2 separate regions of the Mus musculus genome follow, and region 2 is linked to region 1. Evidence: chromatin contacts called from public promoter capture Hi-C data. All regions are on one chromosome and are shown on one strand. Each heading gives the region's core, a stretch centred on a gene start, on an enhancer-like site or on the middle of the called end of the contact. The rest is flanking DNA. Distances are from core to core; before and after follow the strand shown.

Region 1 (6,562 bases), core at 2,668-5,167:
ACCTCCATCACACACACACACACTTCCATCACATACACCCCTCCATCTAACACACACACATACACACCTCCATCTCACACACACACACATACACACACACACCTCCATCACACACACTCCTCCATCACACACACACACACACACACACACTCCTCCATCACACACACCAGGTTGGTCAGAATCCAAGGTCTTGCTCAGCCCTTCCTCCATGACTTTACCACCCTCAGCCACGTGAACCCAGCTACCTAAGGAGGGGTGGGGAGTCTCTCACCATACTCCTGCCGCCCAGCTCTGCCTCTGGACACCCCCATGTGTCCCAGTTTTCACATTTTCCAGCATTTTTATGTGCCCCAGAAGCCCTACATACCCCAGAACTTCCATGTGCCCCAGAAACCCCACACCACCAAAATCTCTGTGTGCCCTGGACCCCTCCATGCTCCCATAATGTTCAGATGCTCCAGAATCTACATACACCCCAAAATCTCCATGTGCCCCAGATCTCTGACAATCCCAGGATCTCCAAGGATCCCCAGATTACTGTGATGGCTAGAATCTTTGCCTGTTCCCAGAAGCCTGGTTTACCCCTGAGCCCCTCAGGGCATGACACAGCAAGAGTCTGTCCCATGCAGGTGTGAGGTGCCATGAAGACTGTGTGCCACCCTCAAGCAGACCTGCTGACTTCCCTGCCCTGATCAGGAGTGTTTCGAAATGCTCTGGGCCCACACTAGACAAGCACAGGGTCACAGGCAGTGCCCTCCCAGGGGACCCCAGTTAGTCATCACTTCAGATGCATACAAAGCTAAAAGGGCTTCCAGCGCCACCCCACAACCCACCCAAAATAACAGCAGTCTTGAGTAAAGACCCTGACCCCTGGGACTCCATGAAAGTGGGTCACCGCCACTCAAGCTACTGGCTGATCTGTAAAGTTCTCAGGAACTAAATCAAAGTAGAAATCCATTCTGGATGGCTCTGTTCCGAAACAAAGAACACTCAGCCCCGTGCATCTTTTGTCTCAGTGACTTCCAGATGCCGAGAGATGATAAACAGCCGGACAGATGCATTTCCTAGAGAACGGCCCTTTGTCTTCAGTCATCTGGAAATGAACCCAGGCGCCTTCATCCTCTGTGGAAATAAGCATCAACAGACTGGGGCACAAAGGCCGTGGACGCTGGCACTGGGGGCTGCGGTCTCTAGGGCGCAAAGGCCGTGGACGCTGGCACTGGGGGCTGCAGTCTCCAGGGCGCAAAGGCCGTGGACGCTGGCACTGGGGGCTGCGGTCTCTAGGGCGCAAAGGCCGTGGACGCTGGCACTGGGGGCTGCGGTCTCTAGGGCGCAAAGGCCGTGGACGCTGGCACTGGGGGCTGCAGTCTCTAGGGCGCAAAGGCCATGAACGCTGGCCCTGGGGGCTGCGGTCTCCAGGGCACAAAGGCGTGGATGGATGGCACTGGGGGCTGCAGTCTCTAGGGCACAAAGGCCGTGGCTGGCTGGCACTGGGGGCTGCAGTCTCTAGGGCAGTTCTCTCCCTTCACCTGAACCCCCATCCGGGAAATGGGCCAAATGACCTCCAAGGCAGCTCCAGTACTAAAGATTCTGTTTAACAAACCACCTTCTTCAAGACCTTAGGTCTCCAGCACTGCTTGCCACCTGCTTGGCTCAAGGTGAGTGTGACAGGTGACAGGGAGGCAGAGCGCATTACTATATAACTCATGATAAAAATTGGGGCACTGTGTTCACATTCCCAGACACACATGTGGGCACACACGCGCGCACACATGCGTGCACACACAGATCCCGGGTGCTCTCACTCATGGTGACAGGAACACATATACCAGGAGCGGCCTCTGCTTTTCCATGAGCATTTCGGCTCCACCACAGAGTGACTGGGCCAAACTTAACTGACTCAAGCCAGTCCGTACAGCAGCACTCCACAGCTACACTCAGGCCAACAACAGGGAAACTGAGGCTAAGAGCCAATAGGTGGATACCTACCTGCTGGACTCCTCATCCCAGGACCCTGAGAAGCATCAAAGTGTCCCTGTAGAGTACGTTAGAATTTCAAGGAAGCCCCACAGGCCGAGACCTTTATTGTTTGGAAACAAAGGCTCTCCTGATGCTGTTCTCTACAGTGACTAGGCTCAGAATCTAGAGTTCCAGACATCACAGTGTCAACAAAGCATAGGTGGCAGTCAGCGTTCCTGGGAGCTAGGAAGCTCAGCTCATCCCTTGCAGAGCTCAGACCCCACCTTGGCCAGACTGCGTGTGACAGTACATGTTTCATCTCTGACTCCCGGGCTGGCCAGACTCACTGTAGCCAGGTCTGTGAGAAGGCTGAACCTGACCGGCCACTAAGAAGCCTGGTCCCATGGGTGAGGACAGTGGGGACTTCCACAGTAGGATAGGGAGGTGGCTGTTGGGGACTGTGGGGACTTCCACAGTAGGATGGAAAGGTGGCCATTGGGGACCAGGATTGCTACAATTTCATGAGGTTTCTGTCTGTGTTGCTTCCCAGTTCCATACTAGAAACAGTCAGGAGAGACATGGTTTCCTTCCAGATAAACTCTGGACCTCCTTCCTCTAGAAACCAAACTCCTCACCAGGGGAGCCTTGCACTGGAGGCTTGCTGAAATCCCAAAACAGCTCACTGCCTTCTGGAGGTGGTCACAGTCCCAGCCTTCAACATAAAACTACCCCAGCCTGAGCGCCCACTGTAGAACACGAAAAATGGTCTCACTCTGTAAGCAGAGACCTCTTCAAAGGGAGAGAACTAATTGTTGAGTCTGGCCCACCTCTGTCCCAACTCCCAGACCGCATCCCAAGTCATCAACACTGAGGAAGACACTACAAACAGGTCCAACTTCATCTTACAGCCAAGGAGGCTGAACCAGGAGAGTAAGGAAAACTCGGGACCATGGCCCTGGAGGACAGAGCCCCTCCACCTGGAGGGAGGATAGAGCCCCTCCTCCTGGAGGACAGAGCCCCTCCTCCTGGAGGACAGAGCCCCCTCCTGCCAACAGCTTCCCTCACAGTTCTAGCCAAGCACTGGCCTTGCCCAGCAAGCCCTCTCCTATCAAACCCTTCCACAGGCACTCATGCACACACATGCCCACACAGGCACACAGATACAATCAGGCACACCCAGAGCCACAGGTACATGCATACATGTGTGTACACAAGCATATACACATACACATACACATACATGTATCCTCTTATTTATCCTTGGGTAACTTCTTCAGTAAGATACTTCACTTTTTATTCTTTGAAATTTTACATATGTATACAAAGTATTTTGAGCATATCCACTCCTACTCTCCCCGCCCCATTAAACTCCCTCAGGCTCCTTTAATATGTCTCCCTACTAACTTTATTCCCTCCACACCCCTTTCAAAACAAGCTTAATATTTATCCCATTTCTATCTTGTGAAAGCAATGTTTCTCCCTGAGTCCGATTTTCTCACTGGAAAAGGATTCTAGCTACCTGCACCTGTGTGCCATGTGCCCGGGGCAGGATGGGAAAGAAACTCACTACCTCACCAAAGACCCTTCCCTGGACCCCAGAATATCTCTACCCCACAGGGAACTGTGCAGCCCTTGCAGCTCAAAGCCTTTTCCCTCAGCTCTTCTAAGGTTGGAGGAGTTATGAAGACCCTCCACAAAACCTGCAGGATGTGCTGGAGTCAGCGTGCCTGTGTCTTTTCCAAACTCTGGGGGGGGGGGGGGGGGGGGAAGAGCGCAGCCTAGGCTGGACGCGGGAAGGAGAGAGTCCGCGTGGGTCCCAAGGACCCGAGGAGATGGAGTACCCCGACCCAAATGTCTCCTTACCACAAAGCAGCAACAACAGTGGAAGAAGGTGCAGCCGCTGTGCTGGGGTCTTCATGGCCAACTAAGATGCAGCCGGCTTGCAGCAACAGCGACATTCGGAGGTAAGAGGCTTGGGGCGGGACCAGGGCGGGACCTCGGAGAGCCCCAACCCAGGCCACGCCCCCACCCCGCCCCTGACTCCCTCCGTTGCCTAGAATTCTCAGCTTCTCTCTGGAGGGGCAGGTGGTGGGGACAGGAGGTGGGGGTCGCGTTGGGATATAGACTGGAACAGAGGAAGGGGAAGTGCAGTCGGGTGGGAGAGCCAGTCCAGCGTGGCGGGAATGGAGAAGGGGTTCTAACCGGAAGACTGCAGGTTTGGTCTGGGGATGAGCCGGATTAACCTCAGTGTCAAACTGGGAAGCAAGCTGGAGAAATGAAGGGAGTTATGCAGTACAGGTTGATAGAGGGGAGCCAGGCAGAAGACAGACAAGAGGTTGAACTCGGAGAAACCCGGGGTTCATCCTTGCAGGTCCTGTGGGACCCCCCTAAGCCAGGCACATAAATTTAAGCAGAGACAAGTCTGAGAGCCCTGCCTGTCTCCAAGGGACAGAGAAGGGCATGAAGTGGGTTGCTGAGCAGATGGGGGGGGGGGGGGCATTCTTCCAGACTGAGGCACTGGGGAGGGGAGCTTGGGTGTGCACACATGCAAACACAAATGGCTAAGTCTGAAGCTAACTGAGGGCAGGCGGGTCAGTGACGGGGCCTCCAAGGACCTGGCTTCTGGAATCAGCAGGTAGAAAGAAAAGAAAAGGCCTCAGTTTCTCCCACCATAGACTACATCTGTCCCTCAAGCCCAGGACAGCTTCCTGTTCCCAATGTTGGGACCACTCCTCAGAAAGAGAAAAGCAGACCTCTTTGTCCTCCAAAGCTTATTGTCCCCCAGGAAAGCACTTGCTGGTCTGAGAGCTAAGGCCCAGACCTGGGAGGATGGCTTTCCCCACCTAAACAAGCACTTCTGTCTCCCACGCCCCATCACTGAGCTCAGCTCACCTTTCCTGACCTAGAAAGGCTCACTACAACTTTCTGTGAATTTTCACTGAGAAAATTCTGGTCGAAGCCAGAAACAAAAACAAACAAGCAAATAAACAAACAAAACCCTGTAACTACTTTAGGGCTGAAGAGATGTCACAGTGGTTAAGGGCACTTACAGGGGACCTGGGTTTGGTTCCCACAGGTACTGGAGGTAGCGCATGATCATCTGTATCGCCAGCTCCATGGGATCCAGTTCGTTCTGGCCTCTGAGGGTGCCGCACGCAATTGTGCACACCCATACATATAAACCAAAGAAATCTTAAAGATTAAAAAAAATAGCATTTTTAAAAACCAGTTAGCAAAGAGAACCTAGGAAGCCTGGGCTTGCTACAGCAATAACAAAGGAGTCTAATTAAAAGTAAAACTGATTTAACTTGGTCAGTCATCCTCCTTCAAGAGGGGCCAACATCTAGGCCATTATCCCTGCCCCTGTGCTAAGGGGAGGGGGCGCTAATCAGGACAAAAAGGATAAGCCAGCAGGTTGCTCTTATAGAGGGCTGATTGTCCCACAACCTGAAGTCAGAAACGGGAAGGCAGACTCTGTACCACCTTGACTATCGTCAGCAATGACGAACGCACACCTCGGGTGGGCACTACTCGGGCAGCTGAATGCAGGACCTGCTCACTGGCTCTGCTGTGGAGAAAGCTCACTCAGTCCACAGAGGTGAGTCCCAACACCTCAGCTACACAGGGCTGCCCATGCCCCTGGTATGCCCCAAGGGCCTCTAATCCTGCTGAGCCGCAGCCTATGTCACACCTTCAAAGCAGATGAGGAAGGACGGTACCAAAGGGAGGTCAGTGCCATAGCCACCATTCAGCCTTCCTGACGTAGGGACCGCCCGCTCTTCCCATCCCCCTCCCTCCCGGGCCCCCGGGCCCTGGCTAGGCTGCACATGTGGCATGGTACAGAACTGTCTCCTTCACTCGGAGTCACGGCTCCTCTCTCCAGACCTGTCCAGATCCTGCTCTCTATTCTACATAATGACTGACTGACCCCTGGGACCCCAGCGGTGTCAAGCAGGACAGTGTGAGCCAGGGCTGGTCAGAGCCAAGCTGCCTTTGACAGTCTGTCCACCACAGAGATCCTGTGACCATAGGGATACAGGGCTGAGAGACAGAATTCCCTCTCGGAGATAGCAGTCACTGTGGAGAAGCCTCTGAGGACATGACAAGGGACTCATGGCTGTCACAGACTCCCATTGCTCTTCCACAAGATCCTGACTCCTGGCCTGAAGCAGGCATCCGTCTCTGATGGCTGTGACCCTCAGGCTCAGCGGCAGTAAGTGATTAATAACATGGAGCACTCATTTCCTTGCTCAGCACTCGGTAGGGCTGGCTTGGGGGAAAACCCAAGCTGTGTACGGCATCCCTAGGGTAGAGAGCTTACCTGATGGTCCAGACCCGACAGGAACATGGTTGAGGATAGGGCTTGAGCAATGCCAACCAAACCTGCCCCACACACTAGAGCAGGACGAATTCCCCTGCCCTAGGGTTTTCGGCAGGTGAGGTGATGAACACACTAGAGATGAAGATGGGTTGTCCTGGCAGAACAGGACCTGAGGAAGTGAAGCATGGGGCTGGAGCGAGACCACTCGGCTGGTGCCTAAAGTCAGAATGTCCGTGAGCTGGAGCTCTGTAAATGTCAGAAATGCTGGCCATCTGCTGGGGC
Region 2 (6,562 bases), core at 2,713-5,212, 270 kb before region 1:
TTGGTGACAGCACTGAGAGGTTTCTGTCACCGTCCTTCCCAGTATATACTGTGTCTTCTTCCTCCAGCTTTTTAAAGGCTTAAAGATGCCTTTGGTTTTACCAGTTTGTATCTGGTTTGCCCTAGGGTTCAGGGAGGGAGAGGACATCACAACTGCGTTTAGACCAGGAGGGACTTGTGGTGGTCCTTAAATTGGTGACTTGGTGAGCTTTATTGAATTTGCAACATTTTGTCAAATATATGCATATTTCATTACATATGCTCTGTCATCTATCTCCCTTTTAGCCTGCCTTTGGCGCCATCACTCAGGTCTGGCCACAAGGCCCTGTTTGTTGTCTCTGGGGCCCTGCCACTCTTGTAGTCTTGCCTACTCAGAGGCCGTGCCGCGGTCTGGACAGTTTCTTCCCGCCTTTAAGCTCACTAGAGCTCCCTACTGTTCCGGACTGTTTCCTGGTGAAATCCAACAGCGTGTTGCCTATCCCCGCATCCGCTGTATTCAGTTCTCCTCACGGACTTCATAAGCATCATGAGCAACACGAGCCTTTCAAAGCCCTTCATGGCGCTCCCTTCCAGCGACCGAGGCCTCCTTGAATCTGTTTGGAAGGACTTGTTTCACCTTTCTCTATTTTCCTTCCTTATCAGTTGATATTTTCACATGGGCGGATAATATGTTTGGGTCAAATCCCGCTCCCCGTTCCCTTTCCCCCAGTTTCTACCCTATCTCCCACAAATGTCCCTCCCAGGTTCATGTGCTTTTTTTTCTTTCCTTTTCTTTTTTAAAACCCACTGAATGAGAACTCATTCCTCTTGGCTGAGCTGTAGTTTCCTGGGCTCCGGCTAATTTTCATTGTCACTATGACGTGACCTGAAGTTATTTGGGAAGGTTCCTCAGTTCAGGAACTACAAAGACAAGATTGGCCGGTGGCCATGTCTGTGGGAGTTGTCGTGATTGTTAACTGGTGTTGGTGGGCCCAGCCACTGTGGGTCACACTATTCCTTAGGCAAGTGGTCCTGCGCTGTGTAAGAAAGCTACCTAAGCAGAAACCTGTCAGCCACCTGGGAGTATCCTCCATGGCCGCTGCCTTGCTCCTTTGAATGTGAAGGGAGTTACTTGATTGGAAGTAATATTGTGTGGAATAAAAGAGAGCTGTCTTCAAGTTCCTGCCTTGACTCCCCTCAAAAAAAAATGGACTCTGTCGTAGAATTTTAAGCCAAATAAACCTTTCCTGACCTAAAGTTGCCTTTGGGAAGGATGAAACTAGGAAGCCCTGGTCCTCCTGCTAATAGAGTCCCATGGTTTCCCACCTGACTAGGAAGGATGGTTCTCGAGACATCACCCCACTAAATGTTCTGTTCATACGCACCTCAAAAACTTTGTTTTCATTCCAACTTTTAAGTTGACAGTTGCATTTCCCAATATGTCAAATGCTTTCTGTGGAATAAACTTCTCAGGCCTTTAGAGAGACCCTACAAACTAGATGGGAAATATTCTATCAACTCATTTCCTACTTAAAGCTCTTTAGTGTTGTTATTGCCTTGTTTTGTTTTGCTTTGCTTTTTTTCAAGACAGGGCTCCTCTGTGTAGCCCTGGTTGTCCTAGAGCTCTCCCTGTGGCCCAGGATGGCCTGTAGCTCAGAGACCCTGCCTTTGCCTCCCAAGTGCTGGATTAAAGAAAAGCAGGAGCCACCAGGCCCAGCCTCTTTAAAACTCTTACTATCTACCTGAGCTTCATTTTTAAGCCCACCCCCACCCCCCGCACCTTTTTTTTGCAACAGGAGATCAGGGAGTGACAGACATGGCTTTACCTGCAGCAGAGAATCTGGAGACATCCATGGACGATTGATCTGGACCCAGCCAGTCACTGTAACAGTCAGGGCTCTCACAATGCCATCTCCACGAGCCTCTCCCGGTGCGTTCTGGATGCTTCTCCTTCACGTGATGTGTTCCTGACATGACTGCCAACTTTGAAGCCAAAACTTATTTTCCTTTCAGGAAGTGGCAAGCTGATGCCTGCTGTCAGGGACACTATGTGGGCCTTAATTTCACTCCTATGTAGAAGTTGGGGGCTCTTCACTCAACACTTGGTTAGCCAAGCCTAAGACAGCTTCTAAAGGCACAAGGTGGCAATCTGCCTACCTTACCCCAGCATGTTCTTATGTGCCATTTGTAAGGAAGCACTATCGCTGAAAATCTGGCTTCAAGACAACAGGGAATTGCCAAGGGGAGCCTGGGCCCTGTGGACCCTGTTGTATATGTATCCTTCCTTCCCTGTGAAGGGGTGCTTTAGGAATTCTTGCCCCTGCCACACGATTCTATCCTGACTCTTTCAGGGCTTTGCCTCATCACCTACTTCTAAGGATTTCCCTTGAACTTCTGCTGTAAAGAATCTGCAAAGCGGTGGACCTCTTCATTCTCTCTTGAATAGTAATCATAATGGAGGTAACAACAAAACAAAACAAAACAAAACAAAACAAAACAAAACAAAACAAACCCAAATGACTGGGGGCCATAGCGGCCTCCACGTTAGCGTCTCAAGATCAAAGTGGCCTTTCTAGACTAGCAAGGCGCGCTGCCATTTGATTGCACCTCCCTGTCACGTCAAGACAGATTGTGCCCGCAGAGCTAGAGTGGCTTCATAATTTATGATGCTCACTGCTGTGGATAATAGACTGCCACAGCTCTTCAGTTGGCATTAGTTCTCTGAGGGCGGGGTGGCCCCCTGTATGTAAATCGTGGTCCCCACATCCATATGCACTATGAAAAGAACTTGATCCCTGCGGTGGCAGATGTCACCTTGCTCAGTGGGAACCTCTGTCTCTGAGAGGTTTCCTAAGTAGATATACATCTTTGATGGGGGCATTAATACTGCATGAGCTTGGGAATGTTGCTTAAGGGCAGAGTTTTAGTTTCCAGTCCCCATTAAAATTCATGTGCAAATTATTTGGGGGAAGTTTTAGGTTCGTAGCCCATTAGTAACTACAGAAACGGCTTTCTTGCATGTGCCACGAGGAAAGGCACCTGCATGGCCAGCTCTATAGAGTGGAGGTTATAGCTTCAGAGCTTATGTTTCAGGAGCAGTCGTTTACTATCATGAAGCTGAGGAACTCTGAAAGAAACATGCTCTTGAAAATATACATATAAGGAATACATGAATCCCTGATTCTGGAAGGTTAAGACTGACACTTAAAGAAGTGCTAGGTCTGCTGTGGTTCTGTCCCAGACATCAAGGGATACCTGCTAGGGAGTTCATGTCACCTTAATAGGCCTCATGAATGCCAGCCCGTGTCTGTTACAGGGGCAATGACTCAAATCCAACTAAACCACAAATATTTATGGTGTCTTTGTTCCCTGTCAGATACAACGTTGCCACCGGGCATTTGGATGGATTAGATATAGCCCTGGCCTTAAGGAAGACTCTAAGCCTGTGGAATCCAGTGACCAGAAGCAGAAAGTGCTGTCGTGTGTGGGTGCCAACTCCACTCTCTTCGTCCTGGTCTAGATTAGCCGCGTCGCCCCAGCTAAATATGAAAAAGGGGTGTACGACTTACTTACTTTCCTGTCGCTGTAATAAAACTCTGTAACCAAAAGCAACTTACGGAGAAAGAGTTTGCTTTAACTTGTGGCTCTAGAGGGTAAGAGCTCATCATGGCTGGGCATCAGGCAACACATGGAGGGCACAGAGAAGGAAGCAAAGAACTCCCATCTTCAATTGGAGGAGGCACAGAGCAGAGTAACCTAGAAACAGGGTGAAGCTTACAGCTCCAAAACCTGCCCCCAGCGGTATGCCTCCTCCAGCAAGGCAGCACCTCCCAGACCTCCTCAAACAGCCCTCCACTGGGGCCCAAGGACTCACATGCCTGAGATGATGGGGGCATCTCAAAGGGTACCCTCATACCTTCTGGTCGAGCAGCCTTGTAAATGCAAGACATGGAAAGCAGTGGGCGGGGCCCATATTCCTCAGGCACGGCCTCAGGCTCCCTAAAGAGGGGGAAGCAGAGCGTTAGGAAGACCTTGAAATCACAGGCCCTTTATATACATAAAGATGTCCCGAAGCGAGCCAGGGAGGACATCCCTTCTCTCCCTCCCTGTGTGTTCCGGTCATGTTCTCAGCTACACCGCTGGATGAGAGGCACTGGTACCAGGCTCCCCCCCACCCCCATTCCCCTTTCCAAACATGAACACAGGCTGCATGATGAGATGGCCTCTCAGTCAGGTGGTGTGTGGCTCCCAAGCCTGTCTTCCAGGGCGTCCCGCCTCTCAGGCTCCCTCTTTCCTCTGACCTGTGCACTCTGATTGTCAGGTTATTTGTCCACCACTCTGTTAAGAGTGTGTCTTTAGTGGCTGTCAGTGCAAATGGTTCTTTTCCAACAGCTGTGGCAAGCATTTGCACCACGTGAAGAAGCGATTTCCAAAAGGCCTGGTTCACACCCTCCCTGGATGTTTTAACCAGGATTTCTAATCTCTGAGGAAATTCACCTCAGTAACTGTTTGACTGGAACACTCTACGAACGTCTTTCTTAAATCAATATTGACGACACCGCACTAATTTTCTCAGCATTTAATAACTGGAAGTTTTGAACCCGTTTCACCTCGCACGGGAGTCCTGCGTTTTGTTTTGACTTAACCTTCTTGAAGCCAAAGAGGAGACTTAACGCACCCTGCCCACCATGCTAGCGCTAATCCCCTCCTCTCATACCCCCAGCAGAGGCCTCAACTGTGACTCAGTGGGGCTCTAGTTTCTCCCACAGAGACTAGTCCTGGGATCTATCACTGTGGCAGCTGGGCCCCTCTGTTCCCACTGAGTTCAGTGGAAATCTGTCCTCTTTATTCTGTCACTTTCATTTCTGTAACTCAACGTAAGCCAAAGTAGGTGGCTCCTCCCCGCTGCTTGCTTCCCCTCCCCTCATTCCTCTCCCCTCACTGTAATCTAAGCCAAGCTGGGGGGAGGGGGAGGAGGCCTCCCGCCTGTCTCCTGGTTCTCCTCTGCAAGTGTTCTCTAAGAACTTACAACTTTCCGGCCTGTGTATGGGTATAACCAGCACGTTTGATTTTATCTGCTTCTTGTGTCCTCCTTGCATTAGTCAGGCCAGGCATCCATGACAAACACCAACACAGAGACACCTTCAACCCAGAGGCCTGGACAGACTCCCTCTCCATGGCTGCCTGCAGGTGGCTTCTTGCCTCCCTATGTCCCCTCTGAACGCCTAGTTCCTAGTCTGCACTTACTATATCAGGATATCAGTAAGGCTAGATTATCCCCCAATTTTAGCTTGGTTTTCTCTCTAAGGATATGCCTTTCGAAGCACAGTCCACATAGGAGCCCTGAGCTGAAGACTCTCGTCTGTGACTTTGGAGGACTACTTCTTCACCCCAGGACCTGGTTTTCAACCTCCTTCCCAATACACAATATTATCAGACTTTAATTTTGGCACATAAAAGAGACAAAATAGAGGTCTTTCTGCTTTTCATTACCATGTTGCTAAGTGATAACATAGAAACTTGATTTTTTTTTTTCCTATACTGCTGCACAGGCAACAGAATGCTACATCTTCGTGTTGGTTACTTTTCTACTGCCATGATAAAAATGCCAGGACAAAAAGCAATGTCTGGAACAGAGTTTGTTTTGGCTTAAGGTTCCCCAGGGATAAGATTCCATCATGGTGGGGAAGCATGTGGGCAGCAAGCAGCAGCCATGACAGCCAGGGCCAGAAACTGAGAGCTCACATTCTCAACCACAAGTACAAGGCAGAGAGAGTGACCTCGCAGTGGCATGAAGTTTTAAACTCTCAACCCCGTCCCCCAGTGACCTGTTTCCTCCAATGTCTCATCACTGTTCTGTGGCTATGAAGAGGCACCATGACCATGGCAACTCCGAGACAAGAAAGGATTTAATTGAGATGGGCTGTCAGTTTCAGAGGTTCGGTCCATTCTCATCATTGTAGGGAACATGGCAAGACACAGGCAGACATGCTGCTGGAGAAGTAGCTGAGAGTTCTACATCTGGATTCCTAAACAATAGGAAGAGAAAGCCCATGGGCCTGGCTTGGGCTTTTGAAAGCCCAAAGCCCGCCCCCAAAGACACATTTCCTCCAACAAAGCCATACCTACTCCAACAAGGCCACACCTTCTAATCCTTTCAAACAGAGCTACTCCCTGATGACTAAGCATGTTAATAAATGAGCCTATGAGGGCCATTCTTATTCAAACCACCACTTCAATGGGTTGTCCCCCCATAACACCTTCCAAACAGTGCCACCAGCAGTGCTGAGCTTATGAGAGACACTTCCCATTCAACACCAAACTCATGTGTGGTTCTTTTCCCACCAGAAACCAGTCTGTTCCGCAGGTACCAGTCAGGTATCATCTTACCTAACTCAGTTCTAATGCTATCTGTCTATAAGTAAGTCACAGACTCAGTCCCACCAAATGGTCAAAAATCCAAGTTCACAGAACTCAGGTGTCTTAGTCAGGGTTTCTATTCCTTCACAAACATCATGACCAAGAAGCAAGTTACGGAGGAAAGTGTTTATTCAGCTTACATTTCCACATTGCTGTTCATCACC

Evidence for each region. Promoter capture Hi-C pulls out the DNA fragments that hold promoters and counts their contacts.
Region 2: a contact with region 1 is called in a promoter capture Hi-C map of second pharyngeal arch cranial neural crest, with 3 times the contacts expected there. The contact joins the enhancer-like site here to the promoter of Ramp3 in region 1. A contact is called at or near these places in 4 of 39 promoter capture datasets (embryonic stem cells, maxillary cranial neural crest, second pharyngeal arch cranial neural crest and 1 more), 6 of 484 Hi-C or Micro-C datasets (embryonic stem cells, nephron progenitors and stem cell-derived epiblast-like cells) and 1 of 9 other capture datasets (embryonic stem cells).

Annotation. Positions count from the first base shown.
Region 1 is chr11:6,655,888-6,662,449 of GRCm38.p6, reverse strand. It overlaps Ramp3 (receptor (calcitonin) activity modifying protein 3), which reads right to left and starts at 3,917. Exons shown (of 3, transcript NM_019511.3): 1 at 3,823-3,917. The coding sequence starts at 3,877. It also overlaps the pseudogene Gm11978.
Region 2 is chr11:6,922,396-6,928,957 of GRCm38.p6, reverse strand. No RefSeq gene overlaps it. Among named protein-coding and RNA genes, the nearest start is that of Adcy1, 140 kb to the left of the region's middle. Within about 2 kb of position 3,962, at least 21 of the 459 cell types and tissues checked have an H3K27ac peak or open chromatin away from gene starts, as enhancers often do. A contact at or near this core is called in second pharyngeal arch cranial neural crest, where this site is marked.